Linked DNA regions of Zea mays: region 2 is linked to region 1. A link is a contact called in public Hi-C data. All regions are on one chromosome and are shown on one strand. The core of a region is the stretch at or near the end of the contact, and the rest is flanking DNA. Distances in the headings are between cores, read along the strand shown. Region 1 holds the start of LOC100283197 (lactoylglutathione lyase). Region 2 has its middle 38 kb from the start of LOC103635458.

Region 1 (7,392 bases), core at 2,605-5,104:
CGTTTTTGAGCTCCCACACATTCAAATGGTTGGTTGGGTGGGTATATATAGCACCCAAACTCAAAAGAGTCGTTAGAAGGAAGCAACTTTTTCTGTGTCACACTGGATCAGTACTATCTGGCAACTATTTGCACTGGACCTGATTCGATGCCCTTCCACGTCAGCTAACCATTGTTGATCTAATATATTTTTTGCACTACTACAGAGGTCCAGTGTGCCACCGGTAAGCACTAGACTAGTCCGGTGATTGCCATGTCAGATAGTCGTTGGAGCTAGCCATTGTCGACCGTTGCACCTATTGGTTCGTAGACCATCGTGTACACATACTAGTCTAGTGTGCCAGTAGGCTCGAGTGCACAGAACATGCTCTTTGTGTATTCGGTCTGGTGCCAGGTCTGGTACTGTTCCGGACTGGTCCGGTGCACTTAGAAGGCTCGAGTGCTGAAACATGTTTTCGGCATGTTCAGGTTTCTTGACTTGGGCTTTTCTTGTTTTGTGTCTTGGATTTTGCTTGATGTTTGTGAGTCTTTAATTAGTGTTCTAATGTCTTCTTTGAGGTGCTGCTCCCTCAATGCCTTAATCCAAGTCCACGTCGTATCCTGTGAACTATTAAAATAAAGACTAGTGAACACATTAGTCCACATGTTAGACCATCAAACACCAAAATCACTTAATGAAATGGGTCATGGTTCGTTTTCCTTACGCAATCAATATGCAAGCAATAAACTAATAGATGCATGAATTTCATCCAAAAATAAGAGAACAAAATTATTGTGTGAAAATAATATAACAAAGATATATTTTTTCTGAGTGTTGTGGACTTCCCAAAACACGATGTAGACCTTTTTTAGTGTTGTATCTGGTGCAACGTTGGTGATATGTGTGGTGCACACCTGTGTGTATCATGTGTACCCTAATTCTTCAACTCTTTCTTTAGTTCGACACTGCTCATGTCCAGTGCTTCATTCTGGTGCACCATAGGACACGTCCGGTGCTGCTAAGCAGCATGTTTCCTTCATTTCTTCATGTATCTTCATTTGGGTTTCTTCTGTTTTTGTGTCTTGGACTCTTTTATGATATTTGTAGGTCTTCAATGAATCTTCTAATTTCTTGATTTGAGTTGTTGATCTTCTTGATTACCATGTTGCCTTACTCTAAGTCCATGTTGCATCCTTTGAACTATTTTCATAAACACTAGCGAACATCATTAGTTCAAATGGTTATGTTTATCATCAATAGAAAAATTCATTAATCAAATGGCTAAGGTCTATTTTCCTTACATGCACAATCCCCAAACAATCTTCAACGATGTCGCTGCCTCCAAGTTGTTTAGGTGGCCACAACCACCGTAACTACAACAACGATCCTCTAGTGACATTACATGCAAACTCCCAATGCGAATACAGTAGATCACTCACAATTTTGAAATCATAATCTTAGTGCACATAATTGAGTGGAGTGCGTTCTTGAGCTCTAATGAGTGTGGTCTTCAGTAATTGAGGAACAAGAAACTAGCCATTATGCATAAATACACATGGGCTAATTGTTCACAAGCATTCCAATAATGATTGTATTATGCTTAGAGTTTTTTAAAGGAGAAGACAATACATTAGTAAAATTTATTCATTCATTTATTGATGTCATACGGTCTTGTCATAAATTGACGGTGCTTGCTCCCTAAGCCTATGTTTGGATACTCTAGTATTCACTCCAATACACATGGGTTGAGGGGATTGTGGTGTAATTTCCCCCTCAATCCATGTGTATACACCACAATCCCCCTCAACCCATATGTATTGGGATGAATACTAGAACACCCAATCAAGCCAGGTTGAGAGGGGGTTAGAAGGGATTAAATCCTTAAAATTTAATAAAAGGGGTTTAATCCCCCTCAATCTCCTAAGATATAGTGTTCAACTATAACTCTATCTTAGCCCCTAATACAACTCAATTCATAGCAAAACCAATATGTTTTTCAATCATTTCTATTTTTTATTAATTTCAAAAACAAATCATCTATTTTTAAACTCATTTTAAATATATATTTGCACCAATATATTTTCGAACATTCTTTTAAATTTAATTTTGAATTCTATTTGAAATATGTCGGGGGCCTACATTGCGAAAGGTCCTCAAAATATATGTATTATATAATTAAGTGTGTTTCAGGTGTATAATGCAAGCCAGACGAAGCAGGTCTTCGGCTATTTCAGGCGTGCGATACAGGCTAAACGAAGTTGTCCGTCGGCTGAAGCTACGTAAAGAGAAGCTTCATCTATGCGCACAAACAACGAAGATGTGATTTGAGGTAGCCAGCTTCAGCGAAAAAGAGGTCTCGACCGAAGAACGACGAAGGCACAATAAGTGTGAAGAAAGAAAAAGACAACAATGTCTCTATGGCATTTGTAAACAATTAGTATAAAGCCTCAAGGGGCGCAATTGTAATTTTGTACAAAATCGGTTTATATTACTTATAAATATATTAACAGTGTCCTACATAAAGTTCTTTTTCGAGAGCAATAGCTTCGTGTCACTTAGTTTCCGAAGAACCTTGGTGCCACACCTTGTGTTAAGGAGTCAAAAATATGCTTGTAAACTCATTTAACATAAATGAGAGATGGAATAAAAGTGCTAAGGCAAAGAAGATGAGTTTTCATACTCTATTGTCTTTTGTTATTCCATTATAAATTTAAAAATTATTCTCTAGAAGCATTAAAAATAAAACTGATTAATTCTATTTTTTAGAAAAACTTAGCTTTTAAAATATATCAAGAAGCATGAATACAACACTCCTTACAAATTTAAATCGAAAAAAACTGTAACTCGATTTTTATTTAACATGGTTGCTAACATGTTGCTCAGGGCGGCCGGGACAGGATGGCGGGCTTAGCTTAGAAACTGCGGCTGCTCTCGTTACTGAAATCTGGCTTTCTGTGGAGTGCTTTCGCTATCGAAATTCGTCTGATCTCAACCATGAACGACCATGCCCACCGGTCGGGAGAGAACAGATGTTATCCTATCCTGCGGCCTCTACAGCCGGCGGACCGGCCGCTCAAGCCTCCATGGAAGCCTCTGGAACTCTACCGCGTAGCCAGCACGCCGCAGCAGGTAGACAAAATTAATACTCCTAATTAAGATGCATGGTAGAGACGCAAATAGCCAGCTGAGCATGGTGCAAACTGCCAGGGTACAAAAGCTAGCTTGCTCGTCGCGCAGCGCTGCACGAGTGACACGCTCGAATTTGGCCGCATTCGGTCGTGCACCGGCCGTACCCTGAGAGTTAGGAATTTCGCTCGACTTGTGCTAATTGATTCTAGGTTTGTACCGATGATGATGTTCGGTAAATAAATACACGATACTCGTAATAATGTTAGTTCTCAATATTTTATTTAGTTTTTAAACATTAAGCTAAAATTTGAAAAAAAAAAAGAGTTTTGAAATTTTCGATTGAAGTTTAGGTGACTTTTGTGACATTAATTTGGTTTTAGCGGTCCTCAACTATATGTATGTCCGAATCCATATATAGGCTTAGGCTGGGTAGTAAAATCCGTAGTACTTATGTTTTGGCGCCGACGACGGCCGACCAAGAATTTATTCATTTAATTTCGTTTGCAACCCTGAAGAGTGGCCAGGGGAACAAGTCGTAGTAGTACACTGCATGCAAATGCATGTGTAAGCTAGTAGTGAACGGCATCGTAGTCAGTTGATGGCTATAGCTAGCTAGCTAGCTTCATGTCATGTGCACTACAGAATGGAATGATCCCGATGAGGATGACGTGGATCCACGTGTCTTACGTGGGGAGTCCCAGTATCGTCTATAAAGTCCGTCCCATGCCCAACAAACACCACCTCCATCACGCACTCCTGCCAGAGACCAAACTATTCGTATCGTGCGTAGGTGTTGCTTGCTGTTGCAACGGACCATCCATCTAGTGCTTGCATTGCTGTCGCACTCGCTCAGCTATCTCCACCGCTATTGGTTGTTGTTTGGTTACCCACGCCCTGCTCTCTGATACCAGTTGATAGCAGCAGCAGCTAGCTATAGGTTGTCAGCAGGATCGACCAGATAGATAGCGCGGATCGGAATTAACAGCGCTGCAGGAGGATGGTGAAGAGCACGACGACGATGGGGGCGGCGAGCTGCGGCGGCGGCGTGCTGCCGCTGGCGTCGCTGAACCACATCAGCATCGTGTGCCGGTCGGTGGAGGCGTCGCTGCGCTTCTACACGGACGTGCTCGGCTTCGTCCCTATCCGCCGCCCCGGCTCTTTCGACTTCGGCGGCGCCTGGTACGTACGCGTGTCGTGTCTGTATTGAATCTATATATACCTGTAGTACTAGTACGTACGTACCTTCAATCGATTTATAATTATATGATGGTATATATATATCAGGCTGTTCAACTACGGGATCGGCATCCACCTGCTGCAGTCGGAGGACCCCGGCAGCCTCCCGCCGGAGAAGGGAGAGATCAACCCCAAGGACAACCATATCTCCTTCCAGGTCAGTTGTCACCACAGCTAGCACCTCTCGCCGTCGTCGGTGTCCTTTTCATCCATATCTGTCTCTGTCGCCATCCATATCTTGATTATATTTTTTCCGTCGATCGTCGTTCCATCGTGTGCAGCAAATTAAGGCACACACTACAACAAGCAGTGAACTATACGTCTTTCCATGTATCTCTAGCTAGGTCTCTTTTACGTAGTACAGTTGATCAATACAAGAAGTTGAAATCGGTGTTCCTCCCTTGCTAGTAATACTACGTACGCTACACGTGTACCACCCTCCCCGGCCCTCCTCACCCTTGTTCGCTTGCATGCATGTGGCAGTGGCACGCGGGAATTGAGATGCATATGCATCGTCGTGGCCGTGGGATGTAATAATGTAGCGACAATAATTTTTGCGTTCTGGCATGTACGAAAAAATCATGCTAGCTGACACAGACAGACAGCGGGCACACACTGCTGCAGCTGCTGTTTTGCACAGTAACCCGTGTGAGAGAGAAGAGATCTGGGCCAACAGTTTGGAAATGCTGTTCTCAACTACCTAGTACCTATGTATACATGCATGTACAGCAGGGGCCCGGAACGAAATACGGACCAGGGTATTTAATATATATATATAGTCCTAATAATACATTACTGTGTAATAATATCATTTTCCCCCTTAATATCATTTTCGTTGGAGATTGATTGGACTAGCTAGTACCTTTCTGCTACAAGTACTCTAGAGCTTAATTCACATTCCGGCGGTATGCACGTCCTAATTCTAGGTAGGCTATAAATCGAGTAATCAAGCCAGGACAAGGAGCATTTTGTGCGTCCCTTTGCTTGTGTGTGTCGCTTGGAATACTCATCATCCTCCGTATGTCCTTGTCGGTACTGGATCAGTCGTGTATGTCTATCCTGACTCAGCATGCACCGATGGTGAGGTGGACGATGATAAGGACGGACGCGCGCCTAGCTGTTGACGATGACTCGTCACATCCCCACCAAATCAGATCGTATAGGGCGTGTCTGCTGGCTAGCTAGGGCCGGCGGAGTAAAATGTCTCGATTTCATGGTGACGTTTAATTATATTAATGTGTGTTTATTAAATTGCAGTGCGAGAGCATGGTGGCGGTGGAGCGGCGGCTGAAGGAGATCGGCATCCCGTACGTGCAGCGCTGCGTGGAGGAGGGCGGCATCAACGTGGACCAGATCTTCTTCCACGACCCCGACGGCTTCATGATCGAGATCTGCAACTGCGACAACCTCCCCGTCGTCCCGCTCGCCGGCGACCAGCAGCGCGCGCCGGCCGCTTGCAGGCGGGCTCCGGCGGCGGTCAATACCGTCAAGCAGCAGCAGCAGGGCAGCGTGGTGCCTGCTTCTTCCGCTCCGGTCACGACGGCGGCGGCGCAGTGCATGCCGTCGGCGGCCACGGCGGCGCAAGCCATCCGCGTCGCCGAGGAGTCGTCGTCGCACATTTCGTGCGCGTGATTAATTACTAGCTTGTTGACGACGACGCCAGTGCATGGATTCGGCGCGGACGGTGACGAAGCAGGCACGATGGATCGACGAGCGCCGAGTCACGACCACAAGAGGCGTCTCTGTACATGCGCGTGCGTGCGTGCGTGGGTGTAGGTGCTGTATGTGCAGTGCACTCAAACTGCCTAGCTTTTTTTTAGTAAAGAATAAACCCATGGTACGGTGGGAGTGAAGAGACTAGTGCGTCCACTCCATCATATCCTTGTGTATATCTTCTTCTGCGTTCCGTGTCGATCGATCTACTTACTAAAACAGCGTACGTGAAGCACTAACGCCGCCAGATCGACATCAACTAGCTAGTGGACAGTGGTAGGGATGGACAGTGGTAGGGATGAAAACGGAAAACGGACGGAAAACCCCTCTCCCGTTTTCGTATCCGCATTTTATCATCGGAAACGGGATTGGATCCGGAATAGTCGGGGACGGAAACGGGAGCGGGATAAACGGAATTGCGAAAACGAACGGAAACGGAAATACTAACGGAAACTTATAATTTAATACAAATAGAAATGTTATTAATGTTTGACTAGTGATTGATTGACAGAACAATAATATAAAACAAATAGATATAGAGAGGCAACATTCTATTGTTGTTTGGTTGCTAAATGTGTACATTTAGCTACATCCTATGTTGTTTAAGACTTTAGATCACTTGTTATTTGAAAAGAGCCAGTGGTTACAATGGCCAATTGTGCTAAACACATGAGAATTTAGTTTATATGCTAATGCATATTAGGCTCGTCCCATATTATCAAATACGGAATAAATACGGGTTTAATCCGGAAAAAAACGGGATCCCGCAAAAACGGACGGAATAAGCCATCTCCCGTTTCCGTCCCGTTTCCATATTTTTCCGTAAATACGGAAACGGTCGGGTCAAATATAGAAAACGGTACAGGTCGGGACGGGATTTTTTCCGTCCGTTTTCAACCCTAGCTAGTGGTGGTGACCTCCATATAGGTTAGTCCAGGAAGACGGTGCTCGGTGGTTCGATGGTGCTCACCCAAATCGATACGATAGATTTTTTAGTACTAAGGGCTAAAATGGAAATACTTTGTGAAAATAAGTTTCTCAAACTAATCCTAATAGATATAAATTCGGTCTCTATTTTCACGGGTAATCGAATACAATACATAAGATGTAAAGATATTATCCATTGAATTTGATTGACTAAGGATGATAGGTTATCTGCTAGCGATTTAAACCGTTGGTTTCACTAGTAGAAAAGAGCTCAAAGCCTACGGCACACATAAATTATCACTGGCGGTTTCAGTTACCGCGCGTCAGTAAAAAAAAACCAGGTGGGCCCGGCTTGGGAACCGCCAGTGGAAACCTATTTCCACTGGTGGTTATCTTAACACAACCGCC
Region 2 (7,392 bases), core at 2,633-5,132, 51 kb before region 1:
TCCTTGCGGGGAAGTTTGGTTCCCGTTTGATTGAGAAGAGAAGCTTACTCGGTCCGAGGGACCGTTTGAGAGAGGGAAAGGGTTGAAAGAGACCCGGTCTTTGTGACCACCTCAACGGGGAGTAGGTTTGCGAGAACCGAACCTCGGTAAAACAAATCCTTGTGTCTCACTTCTTATTCGCTCACAATTTGTTTTTGCGCCCTCTCTCTCGGACTCGTTTCTATTTCTAACGCTAACCCGGCTTGTAGTTGTGCTTAAGTTGTTAAATTTCAGATTCGCCCTATTCACCCCCCCCTCTAGGCGACTTTCACTGAGCCAGATCAGGTTCTACGTATGGGGGATGACATAATTTGGTTCATGTTTTCTTCTAGCCTGACTGCTACAAGATCTTTCTACATTACTTCTGAACCCGCTCAGGCTATCCACAACAGATCATGTAATTTAGTGGATTTGTACTGTAGATTTTAAAAAAATTGCAGAGTGAAGTTTGAAATAGAATATGAATATGAGATGCGATAGGATAATCGTGGAGACAACCACATGGATGCTAGCCACGTCCGTGATCGCCACACTATGTTGTTGATGCCACCTAAGAACAATGATGCCACTATCGTGGCCAAGCAACGTTAACGTCGTCGCAACCACCGTCTTGGCCACTTTTGACCGTCAAGGATTGGATGCATGTAGACCATACGGAGACTCAAAACCACCAAAACCCTATCCACCCTACACAGGCCCCTAGAGCACCTAGTACCATTTGTCACCATGTCATTGATGGTTGCAGCTATAAAAGTCAGCTCTGCTAGCTCATGAACTCTAACCCCACTTCACCAACACCTGTGTAATCGGATGGAATACAGACAAATATCACCAAAACCATATTTGTTTTCATATTTTTATTCATATTCAAATTCGAATATAGATAGCTTCAAATACGAATACAAATATAAATGTTCTCGGATGCAAACACAAATAGTCACATGTAGAATACATAACTAGTTAGACAAGGATAATGTCAGTAACAATTTTTTTGTCGGATACCTTGTAAAACACCATTTCACACATATTACAGTTGTTGTAATCATTTAGCCAACCCTTGAGTTCAAATATTTTTGAGTATTACATGTGGACATATATTATGCCTCTGTAAAAGTTCATGAATTTTTGAGACTATTTGTGTATTATTAATTTCTTTCTACAAAAATCATCAAAATGCAATTAAATTCATAAAATATTCTAGGGTTGGCCGAAAATTGTAAATAAGTTACCAAGAATGATAAACATTCTATAACAAGATAACCTCAAGTCCTCACATGAAAATGATAAAGTGAATTATTAATTATGTTAAAACTTTGATACTTAGAGTGATTTCACATCTAACTCATTGTCACACCCGTATTTAAGGGCAAACCTAGGCGTGAATCACATGTGTGCTAGAATCAAGTCTCACACATATGATGACTCATGGTACAGAAATGAATGTCACATCTTTATTATATAATAGAGGTTTTGTACAAATAGCTAAATAATTACATCATATGATGACAATGATCCTCCACAACCATAGGTTACTAGGAGACGACGACCTATACCTCTCACGAACTCATCACTGCATCCTTCATGCTCCTCATCTTGACGGTACATGTTCTTGACCTAGGGGGTGAGTACAGCAAGAGTGAGCTCACATACGTTTATCGCTCAACAATTTGTGACACCCTTGTGGTATAGGAATCCCTCATCCGAAAAGCGATCACAACGGGATCGACCCGAGAACCTCCCTATACCAGCAACTCCTCTACCGCCCTTGCCCCTTTCAAGTAAGGTAGTCCTCCACTAGCTTTCCTAATTAATCAGCTAAGGGTGTCTCATTCCACCCTTGTGGTAGCACTGTTATCTCAAGTTAAGCTCCATGTTCTAATTAACACCATATTCTTGTCATGAACAATAAATAATCCAATAACAATGATAAAGCATGATCAAATGTCATTTAGCGTTACTTCCCAAAAACCAGGTAGAGCATAACCAATCTACCCAATAGTTCATTTGTTTGCAAGGTGTGGGGTAATCAAAACTAGGGTAACCTATTAGGTCACATCAAATTAACCTAAACATGTCACATTGATTAACAGGAACATTATTACGTAAAGAAGAGTGATCAAGGGCACAACTTGCCTTATACTTTAGAATCCAGGTACTTCACCAAGTTGGTCTTCCGATGTCACCTGGCTTCTATGTGTAGCAATACATACAATCAAGCAAATAATGGGTATGGTAACATTACACCAAAGCATATGAATAAACAATGTAAGAGTACTCTACACGCTACTACGAAATTGTAGGTTCGAGAATCACTAAAATCGGAGTTATGGTTGAAAGGTATGGTTTTCAGAAGATTTAGGTGGTTAAGTAGCAAAAGTATATCCTCTGTTAAATAATATAAAGCATGTGAGAAGAATATTATAAATAAATAACTAACTCAATTTTAATCTAAGTTATATCTTGAGTAGAGATCATATTTTAGTCAGATTATAGTCAGATTGACTTTGACTAGAATGATTAATCAACTAACATAAGTTAAATAAATATCCCATCATAAAAGCATGTGAATGATACAAATAATGTTTTAGTGTGTAGACAAGTTTATTATGAAGCCAACACAACTAAAATAGACCAATTTGGAGTTAAATCGCAAAAGTTATGGATTTTCTAAGGTTTCCCTTTATTTTTACACCTATAAATTCTTTTTCTGTATTTTCTTATGTACTTTTATGGTCTACGGGATGGCAGACACAATTTCTAAATAGATCAAGGTGGAAAACATAAATTCTAGGACTAAGTTGCAATAACTTTTGAACTGCTACAGATGGTGGGTTTATTAAACAAAACGAGAGGGACTATGATGCAATTATTCTCGGCCGAAGGGGTATCGACTAACCACAGCCGTTCGATTTGAAACCGGTGGCACTGATTAGATCGACCGTAGCCCTAACCGGTATGCAACTAAGGCCGCAAGATCCTAATCCTACAGTCACGACGTTATGAAATGAGATCTAATACAACCCGTCCGTTTAGCAGATTAACGACCAAGATCCTAGGGCGAAAGGGTATGCTAGGGATCTAATCAGAATCGTTCAACAACGATCCATTGGTTCGCAGCCACCACGTCGAAGAGGTATGCATGGCTAAATCCTAGCCATCGGTTTGTGGACCAGTGACATGTGATATCTCTTCCCCCACACGTCGCCCAGCGGCGGCGATGGCCTGCCCCACGGTGGCAAAGCTCACCGGAGCAAGCCGATCCGACGCCCTGGTGCATTAACCCATCACCGGACATGTTCTACAAAGAATTCCCCAAAGCCCCAGCCATAAGGCGGATGTTAACGTTGAATTGGATCATGACTCCCTTCACCCACGGTGCAGGCGACCCTGCGAATGTCCGACAAAGAATTCCCCAAAGCCCCAACCATAATCTCTGTACGGGAGGGAACTCGGCAACTCTGCTAGACGACACGATGAGGCCCGGACGACGGTGAAGGTGAGATGCCTATGTGGCGGCGGCTTCATCTTCCCTCGCTTCCTCTCCGCAGTTTGCCCGATAGTGGTGCAACTTTGATTCCTCTCCCTCTCTTGGCGTGACGGTGCTCTCCGATCGACATTGGCCAATCTAGATGGATGAATGGGGTTGGATTTATATCCCCACCCGACGAGATTCCCTACCGCGGAACGCAATCGACCAACGAACATGCGATTTTCGCGGTGTCTTTGGACATCCGTAGAACTCCGGATGACGACTCCTATTGTCGGGCCCCACCTGGAAGAGACTAATCCCAGGATGAGCGGGTGCCGAGTGTGGAGCCAAGGCCGGTCGTGGCCCGTGGCCAATGCACAGGCAAGTGGGCCGGGGTAGAGGCGGCCCGGGCGGTTGTGTGGAGAAAATGGGAGCAGGCCGGGATGGTGGTGCCGGCCCAGGTTTGTTATTTCTTTTTTTCTTCTCTCTTTTGTTTAATTTTAATTACAAAGCCAACTATGTTTTGAATTTCAAACATAGGTTCAAATGTACAGATAAAAAAACCCATCATGAGATGCAACTAAATTTATTTCTATATTAGTTACTTTACCTATTTATTTAAGGAAATGTCTCCAATATGCAACACACCTATTCCTTGTTAAATAAATCATTATCTTGGATATGTAGTCAAACTAAAAGTTTATTCCAAAAAATTTAATGTTTTATCACCTATTATTTTAAGGGTAATTATATTCTGATGTATAATCCCAATTAAGGGATATTCTAACTTACATATTTTAGAGAATGAGCTAACTACATTATTTAACAAAATAATGATTTCACTTTCAGAAGGGCCGTTTTTATTAACCTTTTGTTAGAAAACCACATTAATTGAAATCTTGGGATAAATCTTCCTAACCCCGAAGTTAGAATCTTAGGGTGTTACTTTCATGCAACAAGTGGAAGTGAAATGGAAGAAACGCTTGTGTCTTTTGGATTTTATGGTCGAAACTATTTTGAGGATTATATGTGGACATAAGTTGCACATCCCTAAAATTTCATAAATTTCTAAGGCTATTTGTGTATTATTAATTTCTTTTTGAGCAAAATCATCAAAATGCAATTAAATTCATAAACTATTCTAGGGTTGACCGAAAATTGCAAATAAGTTACCATGACTAATTAATTTCTATAAGAAGATAACGTCAAGTTCCCACTTGAAAATGATAAAGTGAGGTATTGATTATGTTGAAAGTTTGATACTTAAGAGTGATTTCATGGGTGACTCACGCAACAAATGGAAGTGAAATGAAAGAAAGACATACATCTTGTGGATTTTATGATCTAAACATTTTATTGAATTATATGTGGACATATGTTGTGCCTCCATAAAATTTCATAAATTTCAGAGGCTATTTGTGTATTATTAATTTCTTTATGTAGAAAAACTTCAAAATGCACATAGCTATCCGAAAAGATATCTGGATATCCAAGAAGATATCTGGATTTCGATGGATATTATTCATCTCATATCTGTATATGCTATCCAAAATATACTATTTAGATTGTAAACCAAAATCCGGATATGTTGCAGATATCCCAAAAAACTATCCAACAAAATAATTGGCCTCTCTGTTGGTCGAATGCTCGGATAATATCAGTACCGTTTAGACCCTACCCATATACCATGCTCGCAACTTGGATGATACTTGAGGAGGAGAGGAGGGGAACACCACTGTTAGAGCATCTCAGAGTTCACTAACGCGAAGGACGATGCCTTGAACAACTACATCAACGTAACTGCTTGATGTAGCCTTAAATTGACTCACCACAATACGAACTCGCCACTGCACAACCTTCATGTGCCTCGAGCCCATGATGAGACCTTTGACACCTTCTTTTGATTTCTCTGGTGAGATTCTCCCATGCCACTATTGTGTTCCCTCAATCTAAGGGAACTCAAGACTTGGCCTTGGCGAGCACCAAGCACAACACACACACAAACACCCTAAATTCTATTTTTTTGGAATTTCTAAAAAATGTCAGAAATAAGTTAGCTCTATAGCCAAATTTATAATGGAGGTGTATAATAGACTTGGAGGGGCTTTGTAAAGGCCTAGTAGCGTGATCCCACTGAACAACTAAGTATTGTTTAGCATGACACAAACCATGACTCCCTTTGCTCATATTGATACAATTTTGTTGAGCTAAGCTTGTATTTTAAATTGTGAACTCTATTTAATACTTGCTAAATCTGAAAATTGTTCACCACTAAGATTGGCAACTAGTATGTGTAAGATGTGTTGAGATCCTTTTTGCTACCACTACTATATTAGGTTGCTATGTTTCATGCTTTTTAATGATTCTCTATCTTAGTCATACCCTGCTAAACTTTAAGTCATGATAAGTGATAAATAGAAAGATTGAGATGGGTTTGCATTTTTCACTACATCACTGTATCGAGATTGTTTCTACAAGGACATTAGAAGATCTTGAGAAGTGTAGTATATGATTGAAACTGGTGTCTTTAGCTCTAATAGGCTACACCTAGTTGAAAAGTTAGACTTGACAATATTTACAACCTCTCACACTCATATATTTTTGAGTGAAACTTGTGTCACGCTGCAAACTCTGATAAATTGAGCAAATACAAGTTTAATTCTATCATTGGCATGATGAAAGATCATTGTACGAGGTAGTTCACCTTGTACACCTTTGACTAGCACTTTGTTGATTTCTTGCTAACATATGTTTAGATTGTTTTAGTGGTGAACCCCTATTTTTGACATGCTTAAAACCGATTTGAATGCTTATATTTCACACATCTTGTGCATATGATCAGTTTGAGCATTTGCTAGCACCTATATATATTGCTACACACATCGCACAACACCACTTAGAGCATTTTTACATTCTAATTGTTATATTCCTAAAGCATTTTCTGCCTCTCCTTCTACTCTCATGCATATCCTAAGGGGGAAATTTCTTTTGAGGGGGAGCTACAAATTTCTGTGCATATGAACGATTCTTACAGAGTGCACTTATCAACAAGGGGGAGCGTTATACGCATACATAAATATCTAGTTGATAGTGTGCTCTTTTATGAGGCTTTGGGCTCTTTATCAGGGGGAGTTGTTTCTATCAGGGGGAGTATTGGGAGATGTTTTGCTAGTCATGTCAAGTCTTTTATCTCTTTCTAGAGGGACTAGCTTTGCTCTCGGCTTTATGGTTGTCTTTTGTTGGCTAGTGGTGTTGAGCCACTTTCTGCCTCTTATTGAGGGCTAGTTCGTTTTTTCTTAGACATGTTGAGTTGTTGCCCATATCTTTGTGGACCAAACTTTGCCCATTCTAAATGGCTTGGTTTTGGCTTTTATCTAGCCTTTTGTCATTTGAGTGAGTTCTTCCTTTCTTCCTTCCTTTTTTCCGTTGATCTTTATGCTTGTGTGGTGGTGCTAACAACGCACTCACCAAGGGGATGATTGCAAACACAAGGTTGATATGTGCTCTAGTGGTTCTAGTTGTGATGAGTGATTATCAACAAGTGTAGCGTCTTGGGTTGAGTCGTGTGGACTAACCTAGGTATGAGTGCAACATGTCTCTTGGCTTGTTGTCTGCAGGTGAGTCTATAGATGCTAGTCGATGGCATGGGTGAAGGTCATACAGGTTCGTGCCGATGGACTCAGAGCGGTGAAAGACGAGCACTGAGACTTGACAAAGAAACTAGAGAAGCAAGGTGACTAGCCAAGGATGACACCTGGGGACACCAATAGGCTCAAGGACATGGCAGACATAATCGTGCCGTCAACACTGTTGTGGATAGGTAGGACACGTGTCTAGGACGTGGGGGATGTGTATAGAGTAAGTTACCTGTGTGGTTCCTGTGG

What was found. Hi-C and Micro-C count contacts between places; a contact is called where the count stands out from the background.
Region 2: a Hi-C map of endosperm shows a contact between it and region 1, with 2.5 times the contacts expected there. The contact joins the enhancer-like site here to the promoter of LOC100283197 in region 1. A contact is called at or near these places in 5 of 25 Hi-C or Micro-C datasets (ear, endosperm, leaf and 1 more).

Annotation. Positions count from the first base shown.
Region 1 is chr8:81,955,320-81,962,711 of Zm-B73-REFERENCE-NAM-5.0, reverse strand. LOC100283197 (lactoylglutathione lyase) reads left to right here and starts at 3,854. Exons shown (of 3, transcript NM_001156099.1): 1 at 3,854-4,287; 2 at 4,393-4,501; 3 at 5,602-6,221. The coding sequence starts at 4,106. The coding sequence ends at 5,976.
Region 2 is chr8:82,006,116-82,013,507 of Zm-B73-REFERENCE-NAM-5.0, reverse strand. No RefSeq gene overlaps it. Among protein-coding and RNA genes, the nearest start is that of LOC103635458, 38 kb to the left of the region's middle. Within about 2 kb of position 3,882, at least 18 of the 20 cell types and tissues checked have an H3K27ac peak or open chromatin away from gene starts, as enhancers often do. A contact at or near this core is called in ear, endosperm, leaf and 1 more, where this site is marked.